Regions from separate parts of the Mus musculus genome. Here region 1 is linked to region 2. A link is a contact called in public HiChIP or PLAC-seq data. All regions are on one chromosome and are shown on one strand. The core of a region is the stretch at or near the end of the contact, and the rest is flanking DNA. Distances in the headings are between cores, read along the strand shown. Region 1 holds the start of Ralgapa2 (Ral GTPase activating protein, alpha subunit 2 (catalytic)). Region 2 overlaps Ralgapa2 (Ral GTPase activating protein, alpha subunit 2 (catalytic)).

Evidence for each region. HiChIP or PLAC-seq counts read pairs in DNA pulled down with a chosen protein or histone mark.
Region 1: a contact with region 2 is called in an H3K27ac HiChIP or PLAC-seq map of embryonic stem cells, with 5 read pairs. The contact joins the promoter of Ralgapa2 here to the enhancer-like site in region 2. A contact is called at or near these places in 5 of 39 promoter capture datasets (the 3T3-L1 cell line, 3T3-L1-derived adipocytes and liver), 11 of 484 Hi-C or Micro-C datasets (the AML12 cell line, brown adipocytes, embryonic stem cells and 4 more), 4 of 115 datasets of contacts at active chromatin or transcription factors (CD8 T cells, embryonic stem cells, hepatocytes and 1 more) and 2 of 9 other capture datasets (adipose tissue and liver).

Annotation. Positions count from the first base shown.
Region 1 is chr2:146,509,451-146,515,996 of GRCm38.p6, forward strand. It overlaps Ralgapa2 (Ral GTPase activating protein, alpha subunit 2 (catalytic)), which reads right to left and starts at 2,554. Exons shown (of 41, transcript NM_001033348.3): 1 at 2,344-2,554. The coding sequence starts at 2,449.
Region 2 is chr2:146,463,723-146,470,437 of GRCm38.p6, forward strand. The region is part of intron 3 of Ralgapa2 (Ral GTPase activating protein, alpha subunit 2 (catalytic)); the gene reads right to left. Among named protein-coding and RNA genes, the nearest start is that of Ralgapa2, 45 kb to the right of the region's middle. Within about 2 kb of position 3,274, at least 4 of the 459 cell types and tissues checked have an H3K27ac peak or open chromatin away from gene starts, as enhancers often do. A contact at or near this core is called in embryonic stem cells, where this site is marked.

The DNA.
Region 1 (6,546 bases), core at 1,304-3,803, 45 kb after region 2:
GAAGGTCAAGCTGCACATCTGCTACATATGAGCAGGGAGGCCTAGGTCTAGACCATGTATATAGAATTCCTCAATTTTATTTTTATTTTTTTGAAAAAAAAAAGAGCCCCTAAAGTTAAAGATCACAGTAGGACATAAAGGAAACTTGGCCACCATCAACAACAAAAGTATTCCTAATGAAATATGGAAGAACTCTACACCGCAAACAGTATTTTAAACAGATTTTTTTTTCACATACAAAGATGATTCAGGCTGCAGACATGGCTCAGAGGTTAAGAGCACCTGCTGCTCTTATACAGAATTTGGTTCCCAGTAGTCCCTCAGAGCAATTCACAATCACCTTTAATTCCAGCCCCAGGGGATCTGTCTACTGGCCTCTATGGTAACTATACTCACTAGCACAAAGCCCACCACACACACACACACACACACACACACACACACACATTAAAAAGATAAAATCATAAAGAGATGCCATTGGCCAGGTTCACAGCCTATCCCTGCCACTTGCACCTGGAAGGAGCCACACACCTTAGGGGAGAAATTAAGGATACTCAGACCTGAAAGTATCCATTTTCTCTGGACGGTAACAAAGACAGTGTATCTCTAAGAAACCACTCTGGTCTAGGTTTTCTGTCTTTATAAAATGTAGCCAACTTAATCTTGGCCTTCTTGGTCAGAACAAAGGTTTAAATTCTTCAGCACAGAAAAAGTTCCAAAGTATCAAATGCCTTAAAATACTGTTCAGTTCTCCTTTATCAAGAATGCCCCTGCAGCAGGAACTAATCAGATACTAAGGACCCAACACAAAGCACTTGTGTGCCTAGACATTTCACTACAGGAAGGAGAAAGTTCAACTTACCAAGAACATCACATTTTGCTTTCAGAAGTCCAGAAACTAATCCTTCTAACAGTAACTGATTTACATTCATTATAAACTGAACACATTAAGTGTAATATCTGGGGATCTGAGATAGTAACTTCAGTTGTCAAAATCTGGTGGGTTTTGAGGGGGAAGGGAGTAGGTTTTGAGGCAACAGTCATGGTTTTGAGTTTTGCATTTGGTTGGTTCATTGGTTGGCTGATTGGCTGGCCAATCCCCCACTCAGAAATAGTTTACACAATATAAATAGAAATAATTAGCAACTCTTAATCTCATTAACAAGAATGCTTAAAATTCTCACCTATAAAATGAATTCTTTTGTGCCCTATTTTCTCAAGTGGCAGATGGTCTAAAATTTTAAAAACACTGGGTTTTTAATTTTTTATTATTGTTTCAACAGTATACATATGTAGAAGAAACCTGTCTTTTCCTTGGCCCCCAAATACAGATAAGTCTGTCCAGACAGACAGAAGATAGAACTAATGCATAGCCTAGCCAAGCTACACATCACCAGCATCAGATAACCTGTGGACACTTCACACCCACAGGGGAGAGCTTTCAAGCCATCACAAGTCAATTCCAGGCCCACTTGGGCTCTGCAGAACCTCCACCCTGCAGGCCATGAATAGGGAAGGCAAAAGGGAGTAATGGTTGTCACTCTGATGATAAGGGAGAAGCTGCCTCCCTGGACCCAAAGAAAGCCTAGCTTCCTCTGATCAGAGCCCCCTTCACACCAAAGACCCAAGGAAACAGCTATCAGCCGGACCCTTCCATCCTCCCTCCCCCAACCCCCAAAAAATGTAAATTTAAAAGAGAGAAGGGCAGGAGAGAAGAAATGACATCTAATCTGTCCTGGGGTCAGCTGAAATCAATCCTACCTAAAGTCTTACACTCAAACATAGTAACATTTTAAAAGGAGAGTGAGTGAGAGATGGTAGTTCAACGAAGTCTGTGATGGGACCACATGAGCTATTGGTCTAACCCAAGTTGTCAAGAATTTAAATTTTTAGAATGGGAGAGGGAGAGGGAGGTGGCAGAGAGGAGGTGGCAGAGAGGTAGGGCTGCGTGTGCGTGTGTGTGTGTGTGTGTGTGTGTGTGTGTGTGTGTGTGTGTGTGTGTTCAAGCCCGCCCCACTTGTGCTTGGTTTATTTCCTGGAGAGGACAGCTTATAGTCACCTCTGTGCCTGCTCTCAGGCACAGAGGTTACCCGAGGCTAGGCACCCAAAAGAGAATCCTGGCTAAGTTTACACTTGGGACGACAGAGCAGCGCCCAGGGCCAACGTACAGCCTTCAGGAACAATGCCTCAAGGGTCCCGATCTAGGCTAGCAAAGGTCGGCTGCGCACCATTCCCAGCTCTCTACATCACTCGGACCTGAGACCCCATCAGGCCCACGCCGCGGGTGGGACCCGGCCCTCCCGGCAGGTGGCTCTGACCCACAGCCCACGCCCCACGCCTCACCCAGCAGCGCCCGCAGGTGCTTCAGGCGGGTCAGCACGTCCTTCTTGGGGTCCAGCACCTTCTGCGTGGACTTTTTCACATCTCCGTGGCTCCTTCGGGAGAACATCCCGCCGCGGTAAGCCTGGGCCCCGCCGGCGGGGCAGGAGGCGCCTGCGCCGCACGAGTCACTGCATAGGGTCGCGACGGGCGCGTGTCGCTCCGGCCACAAGCCGCCCCCCTCCCGGCCGCCTCGCCGCCTCAGCCTCAGCGGAGGCTCCAGGAAGGAGGGGCGGGCCGAACGGTCAGGGGCGGGGCAGGAAGGCGGTGTCGATGCGAAACCCTCGGCCCCGCCCCACGGGTGCCTCTGGTCCGCCCTCCGGCGCGACGCACGCGCACATCCCGGACTGTTCACGCACTAGGAGCCTGAGGCTAGGAACCTCGCGGGGACGCGCGCCCAGCTTCGAGTCTGCGCAGTGACCTCCAATCAGATTGCGGTGTTTTCCATATGACCAGGACCGCGAGCTCCCGCCCCTATATGGGCCGCAAGTGCTCCCGGGAACTGTAGTCCCCACAAGACGAAGCGCAGCGACCTGCTTTCCAGAGTGCTAGATGCCACCCTTGAAACTCACACTCCCTCCCCTCTACTGCCTGGCCTGCGTACCTACCCCTCCCAACCCCCCACTCTCTCACAGACACACACAAAGTAAGAAAAGCTGTAGGACTTTTAAATTTTGAAAACTATTTCTAGATTTTTTTTTTTTTTTTTTACTTCTGGATTCACACTAAGGAGCAAGACAAAGCACGTGTGGCCATGTCAAAATCTGATCTCTAATTTCACACTAAAGTAAATAAATGGCTTTGGTAGCAGAGAAGAGTGGGCCTGTTGTCCAGTGAGGTCCACTCAGTCCCCAAGGCATCTGGAACCCAATCTCAAGTGCAGAGGTCAGTCTTGCCTCTTGCTTTGCGGATAGAGCTCCTGGGTTATGCAAGGCCTCATAGCAATCCAATAACAGAACCAGAAATAGAACCTGAAGGACCTGACTCTCGGGCCAACATGCTTTTTAAGGCCAGATGCCTATTCACTGAAGCAAGACTTTAAGACAGAAGATGCTCAAATGATTTCTTACCAGAAAACTGACTATATAATTGTTTATTATCATCTGGATCCCCAAGGTTTGATATTTTGGCTTTATTAGCAAGTACCTAAAGAGGCACCTTAGAATCACATGTTTTTCATCCAAATAGGCATAATCCAAGAGTCTTTTTCTCTAGTGGAGGAAAGTGCTAGAAATGTACACACCCTTGTATTAAGCTTGGTATTTGATCTCTACAGGCACTCAATAAACTCATTAAGTTAAAAAAAAAAAAAGATGATAAAGCAGCCCTACACATTTCAACTCAGCATGCAAAAACTTCTCCGTTCTGGTAAATTCTATTTTTAGAGTTATCAAAATAGCATGGCTACGACTAAGATATACCCAAAGGAACAGTATTTAGCCAAAAAAACAAAACAAAACAAAACAAAACAGACTACAGACAGATCACCTAACAGCAGAAATCTCACAGACCTAGAGATGTAATCTCCATGCCTAGGATGATGGGAGAGCTGTTGCGCCTCCTGCATCCCCAGATGACATCATAGATGAAGGCCATAATCTCCCCAATTCTGTTGTAAGGGAGAGAAGTGATGCTGTCTCTAACATTACGGCAAGAGTATTTGTCACCATCAGTTTATCCTGTGCCCTGTTTCAGATTTTAAAACACATGTTCACTGTTCCATTCCTTTGAACAAGGACATCTTTTCTTACACTGATTGAAAAAGTAAAATGAATTTATCCCACTGAAATCAATTTTTCTCTTGCAATGTGAGCTCTCATTATTAGCAAACATCTAGTAAAGACCTATGGTGTAAAAACAAGATCCTAAGCCCAGGAAATAACAGATATTACAAGAAGCAGTTCTCTCACTGCCAGAGCTTCCAATCCAACTGAGGAGGAAAAACTAGACAAATATATGCATTTCTGTATGCTAAATATATGGCAGTGTTAGAAACTGGATAGACAAAAACCAGGCATCTATGCATGTAAGTTCATCTCATCTATCATACTTACAGAGTGAAGACATAAGACTGCAACACCCACCTCCCTTTTTAAAAGAATCACGTATTAGTGTTTTGATGCTTATTTACCCAGGACACCTCCCAGTTTTGTTTTGTTGGGGTTTTTTGATTGTTGCTGTTCTCTCAAAAAATCCTCTTGTTGGTCTTCTAACCCCTTGAGGAAATTATTCACCCTGAAGTTACTTACTTCTTCCTTGGGCTTTAGAGTGTCAAGTACTTTTCAGACACTCCATTGCCGCCTTAATCAATAAATAACAAACATGAAATTCAAAGTTTAAAACTTGGGGCTGGAGAGATGCCTCAGTGCTTAGGAGTTCTGGCTGTTCGACTACAGGAGCCAGGTTCAATTTCCAGCACTTCCATGGTGGCTCACAACCATCTATAACTCTAGTCTCAGAGGTCAGATGCCCTTTCCAGCCTCTGAGGACAGATGTGCACACAGGGCACAGACATACACCCATACACATAAAATAAAGATCAGTATGTGGGGCCAGAGAATTGGCTCGGTAGTTAAGAGCACTTGCTGCTCCTCCAGAGGATCCAAATTCTGTTCCCAGCACCTATGTAGGTGGCTCAAAATCACCTGTAACTCCAGCTCTAGGGTGTGTGACATTCTCTTCTGACCTCTGCAGCCATCAGCACATACCTAGCACAGACTTACACAATCACAAAATGTAAAAAAAAAAATTAAAATCTAAAAAAGAAAAATTTAGCTTGTAACAGACAAAGTAATGCTACTCTGAAATAACACTTAGAAAGAAAGAAAGAAAAAAAAAAAAAGACAGGATGTTACCAGTAGTTAGAGGAGGTGCTGTCTGCCTTGGGTGTTTCCAGGTTCTTGGCCTCTTATTCAACAATGAAATAAAAGCCTACACAAATTGCAAAGTAGAGAGGAAACTTTATTTAAAGCAAAGCAATAGAAAAAAGATGAGAATGCACAGTAGGGAGCAGCAGGCAGCATGTGTGAAAATACTCAAAGGTCCTAATTAGTGCTTGGAGCAGTAATTTGGGGCGGGGGCAAAAAAAGAAGAAGAGAATGAGTTATTTAGTAATTAAGGGGTACTTCTCCATCATGGTTAATAGATATGAATTATGCTAGCTTTGCTCCATAAAGTGTCTTATTTTAATCATATCCATGCCCAGTTATGCATAAGCATAAAATGGTAAATAGAAAATCCATAGGTGCACACAGTGTTGTCTTACTGAGCATGAACCCAAACTTGCTTGGGCTAGATCATTCTTTCTATTCTGATAGAGATGAATCTGTCTATGTTTGATGGTCATTAAAGAGAGGAGAAACAGTATCCCACTGTTCAGAGAGGGGTGTGTATGCAGCAGCAAATGGAAAGGTCCTTGGTTGCTAGCAAGTTGCCAGGTACATTGTTAGGAGTGAAGTGTGTGTGCATTGTTCATCGAGGTAACAGTCTCAGACTGCCAAGTACACTATTATTAGACTAGGGCTGTGGAAAAAAAAAAACAATTAAAATCCAGTACTACTAAACTACTTCCTATGCTTGCCTGATTCAGGGACAGTGCTTGCCTAGCATGTATAAAGTTCTGCGCTCTTTTCTAATATGTCAAAGTGGACATGGAATCACATGCCTATAATCCACCATCCTATAGGGAAGTAAAGGCAAAAGAAGAAGGAAGAAGAAGAAGAAGAAGAAGAAGAAGAAGAAGAAGAAGAAGAAGAAGAAGAAGAGGAGGAGGAGGAGGAGGAGGAGGAGGAGGAGGAGGAGGAGGAGGAGGAGGAGGAGGAGGAGGAGGAGGAGGAGGAGGAGGAGAGGGAGGAGGAGGAGGAAGATAAACAACTGGAAGTTCAAGGTCATTGTCTTAGTCAGGGTTTCTATTCCTGCACACACAACATGACCAAGAACAAGTTGAGGAAAGGGTGTATTCAGCTTACACTTCCACATTGCAGTTCATCACCAAAGGAAGTCAGGACTGGAACTCAAGCAGGTCAGGAAGCAGGAGCTGATGCAGAGGCCATGGAAGGATGTTGCTTACTTGAATGCTTCCCCTGGCTTGCTCATCTTGCTTTCTTATAGAACTGAGGACTACCAGCCCAGGGATGGCACCACCCACAAGGGGCCCTTCCCCCTTGA
Region 2 (6,715 bases), core at 2,024-4,523:
AAACTAAAGGGGAATCTGAGCAACTCATCTTTGTTGTGTGCCACAGTAATGTTTAAATTATTAATTCGCTTATTCTCATCAGATTGAAAGGCTGGAACCCTAAGAGAAGTGTACCCCACTTCAGGGGCCAGATGCTCCCCCAGCTGTTTCCAATTCATTCAGAAGTGGCTTCACATGGATGGACGTGAAGTCCTCCTATGGTTCGCTGCCTACTTCCTGACAGTTCTGTTTGCCTGAGCCAAGAGCTCACCTTCTTCTGTATTCTCCTTCGAGGGAAGCTCCTAGCTACAAGGTAGGACCACTTCTGGATACCACTCTTCAAGAAGGTGCTAAGTGTATTAAAGATTCAGGGTGAGCCAGGCCGTGGTGGTGCATGCCTTTATTCCTAGCACAGGGGAGGCAGAGGCAGGTGGATCTCTGAGTTTGAGGTTAGCCTGGTCTTCAGAACATGTTCCAGGACAGCAAGAGCTGTACAGAAAAACCCTGTCTTGAAAAGCCAAAAAAAAAGAAAGAAAGAAAAAAAAAAGATTCAGAGTGGATTTTGTCTTGATATGACATGCCCACTGGTTTTCAGATTTTTAACTTTTAATAGAAACCAAACTACTTTTCAGTTTCCAAAATAGATATTAATATTCCTCAGTTGTTTTTTTTATTAGTATATGGCAATGAAAAAGCACCTTTTAATATAAGAAAACAGAAAAAGCATCAAACAGGTAAGCGTAAAGATGTTTCCATATTGTCCAAGTCTCCCACAAAATCATCTCCAATTCACGTAAGGTCAGGTCAGGACAGGCCTTACTACTTCTCGTAAGTATTCAGATTTATGGAATGGGGCTACATTAAGGAGATTAAGAAATAAACTCCAAGCTGGATGTGGTGGCACACGCCTTTAATCCCAGCACTTGGGAGGCAGAGGCAGGCAGATTTCTGAGTTCGAGGCCAGCCTGGTCTACAGAGTGAGTTCCAAGACAGCCAGGGCTACACAGAGAAACCCTGTCTCGAAAAACCAAAAAAAAAAAAAAAAAAAAAGAAAAAGAAAGAAACTCCAAGGTTTAGATATGAAACATTGGGTCTAATGAATGTAATAATTCCAGAAGGACCTGTGAGATGGGCTGATAGATAAATTCACTGGCCATCAAGCCTGACAACCTGAGTTCAATTCCCAGGACCTATGATGGAAGCAAGAGTATTAACTTCCACAAGCTTCCCCTTCATATGCACTCCATGGTACATGGGCATGCACGTTCACAAGCAGATTCACACACACACACACACACACACACACACTAGTTTTTTTAAAAGAATATTTCCTAAATGACAGAATTTTATACAACAATTCAGAGACTGAAACAATAGCCATACTAACGCATCTTTCTGGACACTAATATTGTGAGGGGTGCTTTTTATGGATTAAATCCTATGAGGGTCAATAAATAAAGAGCCAAACACAACTACCCAGTCTAAATGCTAAGCCTGTGCCTCAGAAGTCCCAGATGAAGCCTACCTTTGGTGAGGCAAATGCAATCTGGCATTTCATGTACTGCAGCTGATATTCTAAGCTATACTGCTGTGAATGCCACATAAGCTATTGACATCTTGTTTGTAGTTTCACTGGAGAATAAAATAAAAAAATTTCAAGAAAGCCACACAGTGTGAATAAATATTACTTTTCTGGAAAACACATGACTCTGTTTAATGCTCAGTGCTCAGCTGAATCTATATGGTAATCCATTACAGCACACTCAAAATCGAAATTAGGTCTTACTACCGATCAGCACATCAGGGAATCTGTCATTCTTTTAACTGATTATCTATAGCTACTTTTTCTTCAGAACATACTGCATGACCAGGAATAATATGAAACATAAGCTGGAGTTTATACAAGATGCTACCATGAACTTTAAAACCACCAGTCTTCATTTAATTTAGATGGGAAACTTTTTGTTCCCCAAACTATTACCAGATGACTGCAGCACGCCAAGTTGGTTCACACTTGATTTCAAGTCTACATGGAAAGCAGTGAAGAATGAGGAAGATACTAATGCAGACCAGTTAATCTACCTGAAACACTAGCCAATTAAACCTGTTCAGCTCGGGACTAGAGAGCCAGGGAGTAACCCTTCCCCAAACCAGCTGTAGGGCATGATGCTGTGCGAAGAGAAGATGCTGCCCTGGGAGGAAACAGACTTCCTTTAAAAGAACAGACATCCTAGCTCCTTGACCTTGGAAGTAACAAATGTACAGGGAACTTAGATTGAGAATTGGAAGTCCCTTCAGGAGAGCATTCTGTGGGTGTCTTGACTACACAACTTCTGGCTTCAGAAGGAACCACGGACAGCCTGCACACACTTCCATATCAACCTACAGGACACATCTTTTTCACTACCGTCTGGTGGATTTTTACCAGTTACTAAAAATAACTCAACTCTGATATAAACAGAGTATTTTCACTAGCGGTCAATACTTGTTTAGAACCTTTAAATTCAAGTAAGACAGAGCTAAAACAAACAAACAGATAATCTTAACAATAAAATGAATACATTTTAGCTCAAAAAAATGCTTTATTACTTATACCAGAAATCCTTTCTACTACACAATACTACTTAATCTCTCAGCATGCTGTTATGGAATAAGTAAAACACAGTTCTGTATTGTCAGATTCCTATTGGTCACTGTAAATACTAAATTCACATTTCACCTCCTGGAACGCAACCACTTCAAAACAACCTTCCAGCATTCTTCTCAGGTGGACAGGCATAAGGCCCACTCTGCCATTACAGCTGGATTCCCTGGGAGAAAGGACTTACACTTTAGTGATACATCAAGTATCCTCAACATCAGGACCAGTGCCTAGCACACAATATTTTCTAATAAGCAGTGGCACAAGCAAACAGATCGATAAAAAGTCATGAAAAGAAATCAAAGGAATTCTAGTTTTAGTACACACACACACACACACACACACACACACACACACACACACACATGAGTTTGAGGCCAGCCTGGTCTATAGAGCTCCAGGACAGCCAAGGCTACACAGAGAAATCCTGTCAAAAAAAAAAAAAAGGTAAGGGGAAGGAAAAGAAAGAAGAAAGAAATCAAGAAATCAACCAACCAACCAACCATGGCAGGGAAGCACTAGGTGGCAGTTAATAAAACTGAAAATGTAACTGTGTCTCCAAACATTTTACATCTCAATACATGCTTAGGTCATTGCTTAAAAGATAATGATTTCTTAGCCCAGGAGAAAACAGACTTAAAATCTCTAAGAACTTAGACTTAATTTACAATACAAAAAAGGCTGGGCGTGGTGGCTCAGGCCTTTAATCCCAGCACTTGGGAGGCAGAGGCAATCGGATTTCTGAGTTTGAAGCCAGCCTGGTCTACAGAGTGAGTTCCAGGACAGCCAGGGCTATACAGAGAAATCCTGTCTCGAAAAACAAACAAACAAACAAACAAGCAAACAACACAAAAAGGACATTTAAAATAAATATGGAACATACTGTTTTTAAAGAGAGACATATCAGACATTCTACATTTTTTTTAATCAACCAAGATACTGAAAACCTGATTATCAATTGTCATGGTTTGAATATGCTTGGCCCAGGGAGTAGCACTATTTGGAGATGTGGCCCTGTTGGAATAGGTGTGTCACTGTGAGTGTGGGCTTTAAGACCGTCATCCTAGTTGCCTGGAAGTCAGTCTTTTGCTAGCAGCCTTCAGATAAAGATGTAGACCTCTCAGCTCCTCCTGCCTGGATGCTGCCATGTTCCTACCTTAGTGATAATGGACTGAACCTCTAGCCCTGTAAGTCAGCCCCAATTAAATGTTGTCCTTGTAAGAGTTGCCTTGGTCACAGTGTCTGTTCACAGCAGTAAACCCTAACTAGGACATCAATGAAGACCTAAAAAGACAAAGGTATCCTAATGACAAAGGTTTTTGTTTACTTAAGTTAACCCAAAGCAGCAAAAAGGGCGGGGGGTGGGGGGTGACTTTATTCCATGCAAGTACCATGCAGCTGCAATGATGGTTCCACAAAAGAGACAATCCCAAAGAAAAATTGAAATGTGTCCTCAAAAACAAAGTAAATAAAAAGGAAAATTGAGTTTTAGTGTTTCTGATTTATGTTCTTAAAGACTCAAGTGTTATATTGAAGAGATGATGAAAACTTGGGGAAACTAATGAAGTAGATATGTAATTAGATAACCTTCTGAAATCATAAAATATTAACTAATGAGGATGGAAAGCATGGTTAGCACTAAACTAGACTATTACAGATTACCCCATGAGCCAGTACAGTACACATCACGAACTCCCCAGAACCACATAAAAGAACACACACAAGAAATGCCTGGACAAAACACACTTAAAGTTGTAAATTCAATATAAATCTAAAAAGCACTAGGCAAAAACCAAATAGAAAATGTAGTATATTCCTTAAACAACAGCAACAAGGCTGACCTTGGCCTTTTCATCAGCTGCGGTGAAGTGATCATGAGTCACAGAGTGGACGTCAGGACAGTGAGAAAGTGAGGACAACAGGGACCCAAAGCACACCATGGGCCTATACAGCAATGCAGTTCCTGGTGTTTCTGAAGCAAATTACATCTACCTCAGACATACACATTAAAGGGTGGGTGGTAATGATCTGAAAATTATATAGTCACCTACGTATGCTTTTATATATCTGAAGTTTAAGGAAAGGTGTTTCTGAGCTAGAATTATATCAGCCACATATCTTCCCTTCTTCAACAAAGTACATAATTCACCTTCTAGCAACAAGGATTAATCAAAGTAGTTCCCTAATAAGAATAGAGCATAAAGATCCTGTAGCAGTGAGCTGTATTTACATAACTGGCATTTAATATGTTAATAAAAATAGATTCTCCAAATCATTTAATATAAGAGAAATAGCAACTGAAAATATTATAATAAAATAATGTAGATATAAATTGTTCAAAATGCTGAGAAATAAGAAATGCAAGAGACATGTACTCACAAGAAAATAATAAATTCAATAAATGCACCATTCAGATGGTATAGGTTTAAGTTACCTTTTAATAAACTAATTAATTAATATTCTTGTTAAGTACCCATTCTGTGCCAGGTACCATGAGAAAGACTAGAGATAGACAAAAGAAGCACTATCTCTGCCTTGACAGCATAATCTAAGGGGAAAAGGCAGAAATATCTCTGAACAAAATCCTTAAGAAAACAAAGGGTGAGCCTACAAGAGAAGGGCATTTCAGGAAGATTAAACAGTGTCCACCCCACCCCCAGAAAGCTTTTCTGCTGCTCTGAGGACTTCCAAAGGTTGCCAATAGGGACAAGAATAAGACAGGAATGAGGAGGCAGAGACCAGATGAAGAGGGCCCTTGAGAGAGTGCTGGGAGTGCAACAGCCCAGATGGCAATGGGAACCAGCACTGCATTGCAGGAGAGCACTGGAGAGGCTGAGGGAGAGAGCAGAGGACTGATGCCTATAGACTAGTTGGTTAGATACTCCTCTGCCGGATGGAGCATGAGATGTGCAGAACCACAGACAAAACAGGAAAGCATTCCCATTACGCACTAACACATAAACTTTCAAACATTTGAAGCCTTGGAAGCAGAAACATGATACATTTTATAAGTTTATCTTTTCACTTGCACATCATATTCAGGTCTAACCCTCTCTAAGAAAACACCTCACTAGGATGTCTCATAGACTCTCAACTTTGTAGCATAAAATTCTGCCATAAGAGGTGAGCTTTGCCCTGAAGAAAGGTCAGCTCTAAGAAGTCGTCTTTGTACACATGAAACTCACATAAAAGGTGTCAGTCACGCCCTTTAGTTAGTCTCCAATTCACGCAAGCTTCTGGTTTTTGGCTAAAATCTATATGTCTTTCATCCTCTTCTATTTTGTACTAGCATATCTAATTGGCTCTCCTTTCCATATCGTTCTTTTATTTAAAAAAAAATTCACTTTGAGAGAATCTGCATAGGGAAGGAGACAGAAACAGCAGAGCATGCATGCAATGCTTGGTTGCTGCCACCTCAGAAACTTAAGATTGAAATGACACTAGATGTACTACAGACCTGTAGGCTATTGTGGGACTGGCCACACTGTCATCAGTAAATGTCCCTGCTCTAAGGATTAGCTGCAGGGAAGGAAGGCTTCAAGCTAGCTCTTTCCTTCCTACCCAGTGTCACTTGCACAAACACTAGATGTCGCTCTCTAACAGCTACTGTGTTATAAACCACACAAAACAAGCCAGCGAAAACACACAAAACAGCAAGCACCTGTACAGCTCTCTTCTAAGCGAATATTTTTTAAAAAGAAACCAATTCATACAAACTAGGTCTCTACATTATTGTGAGAACATTGTAAAAGGAGAAGACGTGCTCTGTTCGACCATAACACCACCTGCTAACTTGTTATTGTGAATGGCCTGCCATTAAGTCTTGATGTGCGCTCTCTTCTATTATCTCGAAAGGATTCGTGTGTACATTTCCTATCTCTCGTCTACGTGATCTTCTTTGAGGGTGTCAGTTACCACAGGTCAGTTGCTACCACGATGGGGTGGGTAAGGCACCTTGCTAAGGCAGATAATCAATCACAAGAATGTAATTTCAGACTTCCACAAACGTCTTGTCTCCAGGTTCCCTTCCTCCAAGGTGAACTGAGTAATTCAGTACACTCTGTTGGGCCAATCCCAAGTTTCTCACCTCGAGAT